2 separate regions of the Bos taurus genome follow, and region 2 is linked to region 1. The links are chromatin contacts, called in public Hi-C maps. All regions are on one chromosome and are shown on one strand. The core of a region is the stretch at or near the end of the contact, and the rest is flanking DNA. Distances in the headings are between cores, read along the strand shown. Region 1 overlaps EPS15L1 (epidermal growth factor receptor pathway substrate 15 like 1). Region 2 holds the start of KLF2 (KLF transcription factor 2).

Evidence for each region. A called contact is a pair of places that touch in the nucleus more often than the background predicts.
Region 2: a Hi-C map of an unstated tissue shows a contact between it and region 1, with 5 times the contacts expected there. The contact joins the promoter of KLF2 here to the enhancer-like site in region 1. A contact is called at or near these places in 4 of 11 Hi-C or Micro-C datasets (blood, liver, skin fibroblasts and 1 more).

What each region holds. Positions count from the first base shown.
Region 1 is chr7:6,641,715-6,644,414 of ARS-UCD2.0, reverse strand. All of the region lies in intron 21 of EPS15L1 (epidermal growth factor receptor pathway substrate 15 like 1), which reads right to left. Among named protein-coding and RNA genes, the nearest start is that of KLF2, 44 kb to the left of the region's middle. Within about 2 kb of position 1,289, at least 16 of the 102 cell types and tissues checked have an H3K27ac peak or open chromatin away from gene starts, as enhancers often do. A contact at or near this core is called in blood and liver, where this site is marked.
Region 2 is chr7:6,685,702-6,688,401 of ARS-UCD2.0, reverse strand. It overlaps KLF2 (KLF transcription factor 2), which reads left to right and starts at 1,255. Exons shown (of 3, transcript XM_024994816.2): 1 at 1,255-1,424; 2 at 1,609-2,434. The coding sequence starts at 1,350.

The DNA of each region.
Region 1 (2,700 bases), core at 40-2,539:
ACCTCAAGGCCTTGCTATAAAGCCCCCCAGACCCCAGCAGGCTGAGCCCCGACTCCTCTGCTCCAGGCCCCCCAGGTCTGGGCACTTTCACCCCGCTATACAACAGGTGACAAGCGTGTCACTGAACTCCCACTCAATCCACCACGCGACTCTGGGTGCAGGAGGGCGGGCGTGGGCTAAGGCAGGCAAACGCTTCTATTTTCAAACTCGGCCGACTTTGCAAAACAGAAATTCACCCCAGAGAACAATTCGTCTCCAGGCGTTTCACACCTTAAGAAGCTGAGAGGAAAGTGACTTTCTTTCCTTGGCCAGGAGCCGGCTCATGAGCACTGTGGTCAGGGGTCCTGCCCAGTCCCAGCACGGACGCTCCTGATAGGCGGCGGGGGTGGGGGGCAGCCCACGGGAAAAGGAGGGCTCCACCAGGCTGGGTGCCTGAGGTTCCCTGGAGCTCCCCGACCCTGGAGCACCCCAACCCTGGCTGGCCGGCAACTGTCGCATTTTTCCACATTCGAGCTGGCAATGAACTGCATTTGTCCTGTTCTAGAACTATCACATGTACCCACTGAATTATCTCTCTGAAATCATCGTGGGAACGGAATTCAAGTAGTTAAGTTCAAGGCCGAGGTGCTAACCGCTACGGCTCAACTGGAGAAGCCATTTTCAGAGTGGATCCTGCGCAATAAACAAGGGGTTGGGATCCACAGGGGCACTGCTTAACCGCCCTGGTTTCACGCCACGCTGCCTGGCCTCTCAGAGCCGGGCACACACCCCGGCTGGCGCCACGGAGGGGCCCGAGGCTTCCTCTGCAGCTGGCTCCCGGGTGGCAGCTCCCGGGACGGCCAAGCTGACCACCGGGCGGATGGGCCGGCCCCGGGGGCGGGCAGACACCAGAAAGGCGCCAGAAGAAAGATGCCACCTTCTGTGACCCTGTTCTGTTACCACGTGGGGTCAGTCACAGATGTGGGAGGGGACTCGGGTTCCAGGGGAGAAATGATGATTTATTTATTTTTTCAGAATCACTTGAATCAAACAGGACCCTAGTTATTAAATAGTATCCCGTTGTCTGGTATGGGTTGGAAGGATACTGAGAAGGGGGAGGGGGCAGAAAGACACCACCAGAGTGTGCGTGGCTTTATTCTGCAGGTGAAAAGGTCATTAGCTGTAATAATAATTAAACTGGGGAGAGGTTAAAGGTGACTGGCTGGTTAGCGGTGAAGGCACGCTAGCTGGTGTCACCCAGGCGCTGCAGGAACCGCAATGTGGGGCTGCGCTTACAGGAAGTGGCAAGGGTGGGGCCCAGGGCACAGGATCCCGCTATCTGTCGCCGCAGGCGCGAGGGCCCAATCACTGACACCCACACAGCCATTTCCTGCACTTGAAAAAAAAATCTGTTTCTCCCTTTGCAAATCAACAACTTTTACCTAGAAACTCTTCGGCGGTGAGTTCTGACTGATCTCGATCTCCGGTCCGTTGCAGAGAGCACACCGCTGTTTACCTGGGGGAGGTGTACCAGCGCTAATTCTAACTGACAGGTTTCGGCGGCTGCCAGAGTGGTCTGTTTTGCATCTGCCTAGAAGAAACCAAGTCTCTACCCAAACAGACACCTGCTTGTTACTGCATACCTTGATAGACCTTTCTAGAAAACACCTCTGGGCTCAGAGAACTCAGTGCCAACTCCAGAGCGCCATGTACTGCCCCAGAGGGTGATTCTCAAAGGTTCTCGAGCAAAGCTTTCTGGCCTGGGTCAGAGCAGATGGCCGGCCTGAGGGCTGCTCCAGTCATGCGCCTCGGATGCCAGAACTCTTTCCCAGAGAACCCTGGTGAGGCTCCCGGCTGGTGGGATCCCCATCGTGACTCCACAGGCTGACGCTGTGTGTTGATTTCATGTCAGCTAATCTTTCATCAAACTTAAAGATGCAACCAAAACTCAGCTCCCACAGGCTGTGAACACTGCAGCCTCTGGGGCATAAGGCTGGCATCCCCAAAGCCAGGAGTTAACTCAGACCCAAACATCCACCTGGTCCCACACGAGTGACGACAGCTGAGCTTTGCCAGAGAGGACCCTGGAGCCCTCTTTGAAGTTCAACTACCCACGCTATTTTTTTTCGGCTGCAAAGATTTCTGCTAAACTGCCAACTCATGGGGGAAAAGGATCCCTTGAGAACTCCCTGTACGCATATGACAGCCTCAGGCCCAGCCTCTGTCTTTCCCCGGGGAAGGAGGGCCCTGAGTCCTGGTCCCTGTATCCCAGGGCCGGGTTGGTGGGTACACACCACACTCGTCACGACGCTCATCAGCTGTGCAAGGCACTTACCAGAGAGGCCACACGCTAGGCCACAGGTGCGCCCGAGTTCAGGTGGGGAAACAGGCTCGGCAAGGTTAAGACACTTGCCCAGAGCCCCTCCGGGAAACGGAAGCAGCCAGAACGTGCAACCAGTCTGATCAAGCATCCTCCTGGGATGCTAGCAGGACAGGGGACCCAGATGCCCGAGGGAGGCAGCATCAGACTCGCCTCTCCTGGCCTCACACGTCGGAGCTGACTCCAGACACAAAGACCTGGTGGGGTTCCAGAAGCTCTGGGTCCCCTCCAGGTGAGCCTCGAGTGGGCGTGTGCTCAATCAGACCCATTTCCCATACAGAGTGGTGAAGGTGAGCCTGCTCCTTCCTCATGGTTTCTGGAGTGTGGGTATGAAGCTGTGT
Region 2 (2,700 bases), core at 6-2,505, 44 kb before region 1:
CCGTGGGACTCTACCTGATTATGGACACCTCCAAGCCTGAACGTGGGTGCTGGTATCAAGAGATCAAGGCTGGATACTGGCTCCAGGTTACACCATGAGATACTCTCCCTTTGATACCCACTTGGGCTCCCCTTTCCCCCACATCTTGACTCACACATCTCCTCTTGGGTGAGGTTCAAAATTCCACACATTCTCTCTCTCCGTTTCACACACACTCACTACCTATCTCCGGCCCCTGCTTTCCCCCAAATAGTCCTTCATTTGACATCTCCTCCCCACCCCCCATTACAGTGAAAGCCTCGAGGGCAGGGATTTGTCTGCCTGTTGGCAAATGCGTTCCCAGTGCCCACAGAGAACAGCACACAGTAACAGCAGAAGGGACAGTCCCTTCCTGGCAGGTCGTCAAGCATGGTGTGGGGCACCTAGGAGGCCGTGTTTAAGATGCTCCCAGGGGAGGCTTGTTGCCACTGGCCCCGCTGGTTCTGGGTCTGTGTTGTCAGATTCCTTGTCTTGAGTCTGTTCACTTACATGAGTCAGAAAAGGCACGAAGCCTGTGGACAGCTGTCAGACCTCAAGCCTCTCCCAGCACGTCCGGAATCTCAGTTTCCCCTCCCTGAAGGGCTTCTTTGAGACGGAGAGTCTCAAAAATTTAACACTTCTTGATATCATCATGAAAGCAGAGTGGTGGGCCTAGCAGTGATCAGGGCTTGGTGGGTCCCAAGGAAATGAGCCGCAGAGTCTCTCCATCCATCAGGAGTCGAGGGAACACCACCCTGAGCTCGCCAGACCCATTACCCCCATCCATCAAGGATTCTGGGGACCCTTCTGTGACTGCGGGGCCCATTTCCCCATCCGTCGGGGATCCCGGTCCATTCACAGTCCCGGGTCCCCGATGCCATCCCCCGCTCCGGGTCCTCACGCAGGCGGGAGCCCAGGACGGGACAGCGGGGATCCCTGAGCGTCACGCTGCTGTTGTGGAGCGTGTGTTGACGCCGTCGCCTGGGAGACGGGCGGGGGCGGGCCCGGGGTGGGGGAGCGGCCTGGCTGCTTGCGCTAGGGGCCGAGCCGGCCGTGCAGGGCCCTGGCGGCCTCAGTGGCCACGGCCGCCGCCGCCCGCCGGCTTATATACCGCGGCTAAATTTAGGCTGCGCCCGGAGCTCGTCCCCATCCGGGACGCGTTTCCGCCGCCGCCGCCTTGGCCCGGCCCCCGCGCGCGCCGCGCCTATAAGGCTTGGGCGGGCCCGGCCGCGGCCCGCAGAGCCGTCCCCGCCCGCCCGCGCCCCGACCAGCCCGGCTTCGGGCAGCCACTCACCGGTGTCCCGAGTCCGCGTCAGCCCCAAGTCCCAACCATGGCGCTGAGCGAGCCCATCCTCCCGTCCTTCTCCACTTTCGCTAGCCCGTGCCGGGAGCGCGGCCTGCAGGAGGTGAGGGCGGCAGGGACCGCGGGCGGCGGGGGCGGCTGGCTCAGGGTAGCAGAACGTGGGCTGCGGGGTAGGAGAACGCAGGCGGCAGGCACTGCGGGCTCAGGGTAATGGAAGGCGGGTAGCGGGCCGCGATCTCCGCCCCACCGCGCGCTCACGCCCGCGCCTATCGCCCTGTCACCCGCAGCGCTGGCCGCGCACCGAGCCCGAGGCAGGCGGCACCGACGACGACCTCAACAGCGTGTTGGACTTCATCCTGTCCATGGGGCTGGACGGTCTGGGAACTGAGTCCGCCCCAGAGCCCCCGCCGCCCCCGCCGCCCCCGCCGCCTGCGTTCTACTACCCGGACCCTGGCGCGCCGCCTCCCTATGGCGCCCCCGCGGGCGGTTTGGTGTCCGAGCTGCTGCGGCCCGAACTGGACGTGCCACCGGGACCCGCGCTGCACGGTCGCTTTCTGCTGGCGCCGCCGGGCCGCCTGGTGAAGGCTGAGCCCCCCGAGGCGGACGGTGGCGGCGGCGGCTACGGCTGCCCGCCCGGCCTGGCCCGCGGACCACGGGGCCTCAAGCGCGAGGGTGCCCCGGGCCCGGCAGCCGCGTGCATGCGAGGCCCCGGGGGCCGGCCCCCGCCACCGGCCGACACGCCACCGCTCAGTCCCGATGGCCCCGCGCGCCTGCCTGCACCCGGCCCGCGCGCCCCCTTCCCGCCTCCCTTCGGCGGCCCTGGCTTCGGCGCGCCCGGGCCCAGCCTGCATTACGCGCCGTCCGCGCCCGCCGCCTTCGGTCTCTTTGACGACGCGGCCGCCGCCGCCGCGGCTCTGGGTTTGGCGCCACCCGCTGCCCGAGGTCTCCTCACGCCGCCTGCGTCTCCGCTGGAGCTGCTGGAGGCCAAGCCCAAGCGCGGCCGCCGGTCCTGGCCGCGGAAACGCACGGCCACTCACACCTGCAGCTACGCGGGCTGCGGCAAGACCTACACCAAGAGCTCGCACCTCAAGGCGCACCTGCGCACGCATACAGGTGGGCGGCGAGCTCGGGCTGGGGACCACTGCGAGGGCGCTCTAGAGGAAGGGCATGCTTAGGAACCCCCAGAGGGCGTAGCCCAACGGTTGGGCAGTGGGCAAGGTCTTAGAAAGCCCCCTGGGGGCGTGGTTCGGGAACCTGGGGCGTGAGTGCGCCCCTAGATCCTCCTGGGAGCGTGGCTCGGGACTTTGGGCAAGGGTGAGCACTTAGGAAACCTAGGGGAACCCTGTGTCTCAGACTGTTGCGGAGAGAGTGCAGGCTTA